Linked DNA regions of Mus musculus: region 2 is linked to region 1. A link is a contact called in public Hi-C data. All regions are on one chromosome and are shown on one strand. Each heading gives the region's core, a stretch centred on a gene start, on an enhancer-like site or on the middle of the called end of the contact. The rest is flanking DNA. Distances are from core to core; before and after follow the strand shown.

Region 1 (4,590 bases), core at 713-3,212:
CCATAAGTTAGAGGGAAGCAAAGGAGCCTGAAGGACCCTCACTGTTGCCTTAGAGAATGGTCTTCATCAAACAAAGCCCATCCATCCATGAAGACCGACCTTAACTTGGAGAAACAGAAAGGCAGATGCAGCTTTCAAAGAGCTCCAGGACTAGATCCAAGAGCAGAAGTCCTCTCTGGAGCACTGGATGGGGGCATAAGTCCCAGCCAGGGTGGATCTGCCTCTCCCTCCTGATCTCCCCTGAGGTCCTGTGACTCACAGCTCTCCACACCTGCTGCCCCTTAAGAGCAGATAGACATAAGTTAAGAGAACAAGGTCAGCTCACAGGCCATGCATTCTTTGACCACACGCCCCGCCTCTCTCAGGCCTTCCTGGGAGCAGAGGGTAATTAGGAGCTGGTGCTGCCGTATTTGACCCTATGAAAATGCAAGAGCTTTCATTTACGTGCCCTGAATAGATGGCACGTCTGACTTACATATTGGTAGCCTGTGATGTACTGGATGCCAGCAAATATTTAATCCCAGACAAATCAATAATACTTAACTTGCCCTTTTGCTTTGAAAAGGAAAAAAAAATTCCCCTTTGCTCTAAAGATTTGTGCATAATATTGCAAAATAGCTCAGGACACAGTCTCCCTTCAAGCCGTGTAGTTTCCTAAGCCCAGCCCTCAGATATTTTTAAAGGAACTGTCTTTGCACACTTGCTTGCTCTGCTGAGTGTGACATCATCATCACCTGATGTTACAGAACAATGCTTTAAAGTTGGATCCACTTTCTCAAAAAAAAAAAAAAAAAGAAAGAAAGAAAAAAAAAGATTTAAAGGTGCAAACCTCAGTAAATCAGTGAGTTCACAGCACATGATATTTTTCTTGGCTTGCATCTAGTTCCCATGAGGATCTTGATTTAAATTGTTCATTACAAACTGTCTCTGCCTTCTGCTGGTTATCTCCCTCCAAAACTACACTTTATCACTACACATACTCTTAAAAAGATACAGTCGTTCCTGAGAAGCAGAGAGTTGAATATTTTTTTAAAAAGACATTTTTTTGCACATTAAACAGGAAAAAAGCTCTTCTCTCTCTCTCTCTCTCTCTCTCTCTCTCTCTCTCTCTCTCTCTCTCTCTCTCTCCCCCTCCCCCCCATCCCCAAGGGTTCTCAATTCAGCCTCCAAACCTACCAAAAGTTTCAGAAACAATGACAGAAATAAGCTAACTCCCTTCTATCTTTGGCAGCACAAAAGCTAACTTCATGAAAGCCACCCTTGCCAAGAATTAATGCCATGCAAACCACATCCACATTTGACTGTGACTGCTACATCGGTTCACCACAATATTTACTTGAAAAACATATAATTTGCAGTAGAGAAGAAAGAGAAAGAAGAAAGAGAAAACTCCTGTACCAAAAAAAAAAAGTTTCTTTCAAATGCAAATTAATCCAAAGATATATCTTTCCCTGTTTTTGGAAAATCACTCTAGCATAAGAAAACCATAGTTCGCGTGGGAAAAAAAATATTGGTATATGAACACCCACCAGTTGAAAAGACAATTAAATTGCTGTCAGTTCCCTGAACTACTAAGAAAAGACGACTCCTGACTCTGGAAGCCTTGAGAGTACTTGATTAGCTTCTACTGACCTAAGAAGTCTTCTGGTCCCAGGTAGCCAACAACATTCTTTTCTTCTCCAGTGAGATGCTGGTGTGAACATCAGAGGGCATTGTATTACTGAACTGATCAGAAAATAACATTGTTACTGATCTTCTGAGAGAGAGAGAGAGAGAGAGAGAGAGAGAGAGAGAGAGAGAGAGAGAGAGAGAGGCAAAGCACAATGTAATGGAGCATTCTTCCTGGTAGGGAAAAAAAAAAGTAAAGGCAGCCCTGCTGGACTGAGTTCAAACATAGCTGACAGACTCCGGGAGAATTTACACTGAGCATGCTTGCCTGCGCGGCTTGCATGAGACACTCTTAATGAATATTACTTCCTTCCCACTGGCTAGCCCTGGAAGTCCACACCCTCCCCTCTTTCAGAAGTCAGGAACTTAGCATCAGCCAAAGCCCAGAAAACAGACTTCCAGGGAGGCCTTGTCTCCCTGATCCATAAACTTTCAGGTTATGACCTGCGGGTCAGCATGACAAATAGAACATGGGGTGAGTTTTCTCTGCCCTTGATTATGTTCCCGGCTTTGTGCCTGCCTGTCCGAAATGGCAGCTACCCCAGAGAGAAGAAAAACAGACGGCTGGCTTTTTCTCTAAAGAAAGAGCTGTCCCAAATGCCTGGATAAAGGCCTTTCTCCAGCCAGCTCTGGGAGCCAGGTCAGAAGGAAGGTTTTTCTTGTGACTTAAAATTCATTGCAATTATTTTTAACTTCTGGCTACAATGAACTAAAATGCCTACCAGTTTTGAAAGCTTACCTGTCACCTCTCTCTAAAATGCTGTGTAACTAAATCTAATCTAAGAATACGCTTAGAATCCATTTTAGCCTGATGTGTCTAACATGCGCATTGCATCCGTGGGCATTCAGCCGACACTGTAAGGCAGGTATTTCTTATTGTTGTGGTTGTTGCTGCTGCGGCTGCCACTGTTGCTTTCCATACAATATTTTCCCTTTCCCTAAGACAGAAAGTCTAAAAATTTAAAAATAGGCTATTTTTCTGACGGTCTTGGAAGACAAGATTGTTACTCAGGGAAGAGGGGACGTGGGGAGGGAAGCCTCAGACAGCATTCACAACAAAAACAGAGGGCACTTTCCTTTTTGAGGAATGATATTGAAATCTATTTTATTATCCACCTGATATTTTCAGATTCCCGTTTATAAGTGCCAAATGACAGTTATATAACATTAAATACTCATTTAAATGACAGTGCTTACTTATCCAGCAAGCTCCAGCAAAGCACACACAGAGTTTTGTTTGAAAAACAATGACATTAGAGTTTAAAAGGGCAAAAGAAACTACGCTTACAAAGAAACATTATCCTCGCAAGCCTCTGAGACAAAGCTTGCCTGGCCAGCATTGATCCATGATTGACAAAAGGTATCTGTCTAAACCTGACAAGAAAGCCAGCTTCTCCTAGGGCCTGTAGCCATGACACAGCCATGCTGTGCTTCTGGTTGGTCCTGTTGTCTGAGGCTGTTGTTACACAAACATCTCCTTGCCTCCTGCTCTTGAACAAATTCAGTCACTCACACGTGCCTCCTTTTCTGTAATTCTGAGAATTTTGGGAGTGTTCAGACATGGGACTTGTTTTGTTTGTTTTCATGCTTTCTCTAAGGGAAGAAAAAAGCTGAGCCCCCCTCCCCAACACACATACACACTGCAAGGTGTTTATATGTACGAGAAAGAGAGCAAATGGATTTCTCAGATGTTAGATTAAGCCAGAGAAAAAGAGAGTTTGGAATGGCTGAACCATCCTCATGGCAAGACATCGTAGAGGTCAGAGAGGACCCATGGCACAGCAAAAAGGGCAGGGACCCTCAGCCTGTAGTAGTGTCTTAGCCTACAACGTCTCCACCCCCCTTCACCAGGGCCCATGTTTGTGTCTCTCTCTCCATAACATAGTGTGACCTCTGGATCTAGTTTCCTGTTCTAGGCAACACGAAGACCTGAGTGAGGTTGGCCATGCTTTTCTTCAGTCAAAAACATCAGAGACATGTTAGGAAATAGTCGTGAAGGCATGGCTGGGATACACCCTAGAAGCCTCTGTATTTAGATAGGAAATCATGGGATGTCATGGGCAGCTTTTGTAAAGAATCAATTCATCTAGAGCAATCCTTTGCCAAGATTCAAATGTCAGCCAATAAGTTGCTTCCCAAATCTGTGGAGGAGATATCTCACACATCCCAGAAATCACAGGTAACACGAAACCATATGGCTTCAGCACTCCCTCCTTTACACAAAGCTGTCATAAAGTGCCATTTGCACATTAAGCACAATAAGAGATCGATAAGAACTACTTTTAAAAGGTAGAGCAATCACTAACAGCATACTGGCTAAGTTAGACATGGTGGCATAAGCCTGTAATCCCTACTACTCAGAGCCTAAAGCAAGAGGATCAGGAATCCCAGAAGAGCTCCAAGAGTGAGGTCAAGGCAAGGTCAAGGCTAGCCTGTGCAATTTCGTGAGACTCTGTTCTGAAATTTCAAAATCTAAAATAAAAGAGTTCTGGGAATATAGTTCAATGATAGGGCGGAGGTCTAGCATACATATCCCCTGGGTTTAATCCTTAAAACAAAAGTGGGTGGTGATGTTAAGTAAAATAAAGATTATTTGAACGCTAGCACCAAGAGAGCTGGTTATGTGCATACAAAGTGGAAATGCTCAAAAAAAAGGGAAGGCTCACGCTCAAGGAAGAAGAGAGTGGAATTGAATGCAGTTCCATGGCACTAAAAATACCATGCAACCAAAAATCTGCAAATTATCCATATAGAGCACTTTTATTTAACATCTTCAGACCCCAATTGACTACTTCCTGAAATCAAAGTTTAGATAAGAGACAGCTTTATGTAGTAATTCATGGATCACAGCGGGCATGAGTACCCAGGACACAAAGCTTTTGTGGGAGCTGAGGTAAAGAGTGAGCAGGGAAGGGAACCTAG
Region 2 (4,559 bases), core at 176-2,675, 220 kb before region 1:
GGAGATCAAGCATAAAGACCTCTGACAGAATCCTCCGCAATTGTTATTTTCATCTGAAACCGCAGCTTGTAATATAGCAACCCCCAGTGTTAGTTTTCTACATAACCATTTCTGTATCTTGATTTCTATTAGCGTATTTTCTTCTCATATTATGTGACATTTAGGAACAAACAGAAATCATTTAACCATAAATTGGTAAGCAGGTATAAAAGGAAAAACCAACATCCAGCCTCCTCCTCCACAAATACTGTCCCATAACCAGGAAACATTATACACATGTGTGAGAGAATCATATAGAGCCTATTATTCTGTACAATTGATATATATATATATGTATATATATATATATATGAAAAGGTGTAAACCTAGACAATTTACAACATAATTATATATATTAAGATTATATTTATTATATACAATATACATTCATTTATATTATTACATAATTATATAATTATGTCACCAAATTATAATATGCACACATATTTATAAAGTACATGAAAAACTGTAGAATGGACTACAGTTTTATCCATTTGTCTTCGAGGCATGTTCTAAAAGCTGATGCTGGGATTTGCTTTCCTCCACCTTTTTAAAGATCTATCTTGACTACAGTTTTTAACCACTGTGTCCCAAAGTTAATTGAGCAAGAAACCAGGTAAGAAATTTTAAGTCTTCCTGAAGCAATATCTCTTGATTTGCCTACACCTATTTGAAAGGAGCCAAGTGCCAGGTTTGAGTGTATTTGATTTTTAAAACAGAGCATATCGAAACCAACAACATAAATAGCTGTAATTTTTTAAGTCCTAAAAAGGCTATTCAAAGTACTATCTGGTAGAGAAATTACAAGATGTTTCTAGAACACAGAGGAAAGAGAGTCCTTAGAAATGTTTTTGCCAACCTAGTTATAGAAAAGCAATCTTCTAAAAATATAATTTCTCCCAATGTTTCATTTGTCTAGATGAATGTGGCCCACAGCACAGAAACAAATCCTTAATAAGGTTGAAATGAACAGTGGTTATACTTTATTTATATTAGGTTTGTGTTTCTATAGCAATTTTTAATTTTTTTCTATCTTGTCTAACATTTTTAAATTTCCCAAGCGGCTGGGATACAACTTGAAAGTAAAACAATTAAACCAGTCACCATCAAAGAGTGGTCTTGATAAGGGCAGCAAATGTTTATTGGTCTCACAAAACATCATATTTACGATTTGCTTGTGGTAGAAAAACAAATTCACTATCAAAGAACTCTGGTGCTCTAACTCTACATATTATCAAGATGCTGGAGAGGAGCTGGAGGGAAGCTCTGTGCTTTTAATTTACTTCTATTTAGAAAGAAAGCCACTTGAGTCACCCTGGCTTGCTTTCCTTAGTGTGAGTCATAGTGCATTTCCTTCAGTCTCTGAGTGTTTCTATGTAAACAAACTATGTAGTTCACTTGGGGATAGAAGTCACAGTATTTGAGATTACAAAGACCTATTAGATCATCCGGTCTGGCCCACAAGAGATAGTCTCAAGATAGAGAACACAGCCATTGGTCTCTGCCAGCAGGTCAAGAAGAAGAAGTTGGCAAAAAAAGTTTTTTTTCCATGCTGTTTTGGTTTTTAACTTATCTAATAGTGCTTTGGTCACTTCCCAAGTGGGCTAGTAAAGTTACCATCAAGCAGCTGTGCTTATCTGAATCTCTAACCTTCCACACACCGCCATTTGTTGGAAAGATGATCTTGTTTGCAAAATATGAACAGTGAAGACTCTGCTCTTTAAACCTTGCAAGCACTATTCTGTCAGTGAAGAAAGCCAAGGGCTCAGTTTTTGTCTACTGTTCTTCAGTTCTTTTTCACTAAGCAGAGAAATCAGACGTTCCAACCCGACCTTAACAAAGCGGGAGTGGGGACCATAGAACACAGTGTGGTTGCGATGTAGTGTTTTACAAAGCAAAGTAGTGTCCATTTCTGCTTTCCATTCTTCATGGACTCCAGTAAAAAGGTGTTGTGATAAGGGGTGATGTGAAACAATAGGAATCATAAATCAATAAAGGCAACATCCATTCTGACAGCCGTCTCCTTTCTGAGTTCTTAGTGTCTTATTTCATGTACAGATGACAGAGTCCACTTTTCAGGATTATACCCATATCATATCAATATTACTAAAACAGTAAGAGCCACATACAAACTAAACATATCTGCAGGCACATGTGTACAGGCACGTGTGTACAGAGGAAAAGCTAACAAGGAGTAGGGAATAACCTAATGACCCAAAAGATAAATTAAGAAAGAAAAAAAAAACAGATCCAAACATTATGAAACATTATTCCCATTTGCTGAACACCAACCAAGGTAGCCCTGGAAGAAAATATATTTTTATTGAGTTAGAACTTCCGGTGTCAGCAGTGAAAGAGATTACTTTATGTTAGAATTGCTATGGGAGAAAAGTATGGTCCTTGACTTCCACAATCTGCATCCACAGCAAAGCTTTGCATTCCATTTCAGCATATTACAGATTTGAGGATTTGGTGGGAACTCTATACAACTCTCCATGGGCAGTGAGTTCGCCCTTTGCCGGGTTTTCTCGGAATGAAACGGGAGGCAACAGATATGGTCTCTGCCCTTTCTACCCACAAGGGTTTTTGTGAAAGACAATCATGATCATCTCCCACACCCCTGTCTCCTACGGGATGAAAAGTGGCGGTACTTGGAAATGCAGCGCTTCTGTTAACCTGCCTATGTTGGCCTAGAGTGAACTAGAGTTTGGAGGAAAGCAGACTTCCCTCAGTTTCCCCTATCTGAATATCTTAACATAAAGATTACTTTACAAAAATTGGGTAAAGATGAGAGAAACCCAGAGGACCGTGAAGGGCAGAAAATCCTTGCACCGTGTGCCTGAGAGAGTAGGAAAGGAACAAAGAGACATCGAGGAACCAAAGCCGGAGCTATCAGGGTTGGCCACCATCAGTGAGGTCCAGTTCCATCTTCTGGTTCCAGAAGGCCATCAGAGGAATTCTGAACCCTAACTCCATTCTCTACTTTCCCTCCAACTTCTTACTGGTGACTTCTGCGGCTAAGCATATTGAGAAGCAATAGGGTAAAGGCACTGCTGGGACTGTACACGAAGGAGCCTCTGAGGCACAGAACAACATAAGAAAGAAGAGCCGGCAAGGACATACAGAGCCCGCTAAACTTAGAACCATGCACGGTCACAGGACACTGTGTCTGCTGTGTTGAGAACTATGTTGGTCGATTGGTTAAGAGTAATGTTCCACTTGTAGCATGACGTTTGGCATGTGCCTGTTAGAAGACATCAAAATCATACCCATGTGCATTTCCAACTGGAACCATAGAACATAAATGGTAAAGTTGAACGGAGACAGTGCTCTGCCAAGCTGAGGTCTGAAATTGGCGCTTTTACATGTCAAACAACTCTCCGGGATAAATTTAGCTTTATAATGCTGACCTCAGAATGCACAAAGTTCAGAATTACTTACAAGCCTTAAGAAACGTTAAACTGTGTTCAGAACAGTTTTAGCTTTAATAAGAATAATTTCTTTATTTTAATAGGTAGTGTCCTAGTTAGGGTTATCATTGCTGTGATGAAACATTGTGATCAAACACAAGTTGGGGTGAAAAGAGTTTATTTGACTTACACTTCCACATCACAGTCTATCATTGAAGGAAGTCAGGACAGGATCTCAAACAGTGCTGGAAGCTGGAGGCAGGAACTGGTGTAGCGGCCACAGAGGGACGCTGCTTATTGGCTTGTTCAGCTTGCTCTTTTATAAAACTGAGGACCACCAGCTCAGTGATAGAACACCTCATAATAGACTGGTCACTGCTCCAAGTATCACCAATTAAGAAAATGACCCACAAGGCTTGTATACAGCCTAATCTTATAGAAGCATTTTCTCAGTTGAGGCTCCCTCCTCTCAGATGATTCTAGCTTGAGTTAAGTTGACACAAAACCAACCAGCACAGGTTGTCACCCGTACACCTCATATAGGGACATTCTAGTAAAATGATTACCCGAAATCTTTGTATTTTAGGCATGGCAGACGATAAAAAGTTTATTTCCAGGAATTTTTTTTAACCTTTCTGTCTAGTGTTCAGGGATATGCTTTCCTTAAATTAAAATGTTATTATTTTATGTGTGGTTATGTATATGTGTTGTGTGAGAGAGCAACAGAAAAAGAGTGGCATAGAAAGACACAAACACAAACACAGAGTGGGGGATCAGAGACAGAGACTAAAAGACAGAGCCTATCAGGAGAACCCTACCAGGAGTCACAGCTCTGTCTTTCCACTATACCATCAGGAGATTAGTCTCAGGCTGTTTGATTTGTGCAAAACCGAGATATCTCATCATCTCTGAAATCCTTTGATCTTGCTTGATTTATTGTGGTTTTCATATAGGTTTTGCCATATCAGCAGCACCTAATTGCATAATAATGAACAAATAAGTTAAGACTCCCAGCCACTTAGAGTTTAGAGAACACATAACTGCGAACACCATCATGTCTCCATGAGGCATGTCCACACTGGATGGAAGTATCCTATCGCTGCAGTGGTT

Evidence for each region. Hi-C and Micro-C count contacts between places; a contact is called where the count stands out from the background.
Region 2: a contact with region 1 is called in a Hi-C map of uterus. The contact joins two enhancer-like sites. A contact is called at or near these places in 2 of 39 promoter capture datasets (the 3T3-L1 cell line and embryonic stem cells), 1 of 484 Hi-C or Micro-C datasets (uterus) and 1 of 115 datasets of contacts at active chromatin or transcription factors (embryonic stem cells).

The regions. Positions count from the first base shown.
Region 1 is chr9:41,324,418-41,329,007 of GRCm38.p6, reverse strand. No RefSeq gene overlaps it. Among named protein-coding and RNA genes, the nearest start is that of Gm25401, 13 kb to the left of the region's middle. Within about 2 kb of position 1,962, at least 122 of the 459 cell types and tissues checked have an H3K27ac peak or open chromatin away from gene starts, as enhancers often do. A contact at or near this core is called in uterus, where this site is marked.
Region 2 is chr9:41,542,872-41,547,430 of GRCm38.p6, reverse strand. All of the region lies in intron 4 of Mir100hg (Mir100 Mirlet7a-2 Mir125b-1 cluster host gene), which reads right to left. Among named protein-coding and RNA genes, the nearest start is that of Mirlet7a-2, 8.4 kb to the right of the region's middle. Within about 2 kb of position 1,425, at least 53 of the 459 cell types and tissues checked have an H3K27ac peak or open chromatin away from gene starts, as enhancers often do. A contact at or near this core is called in uterus, where this site is marked.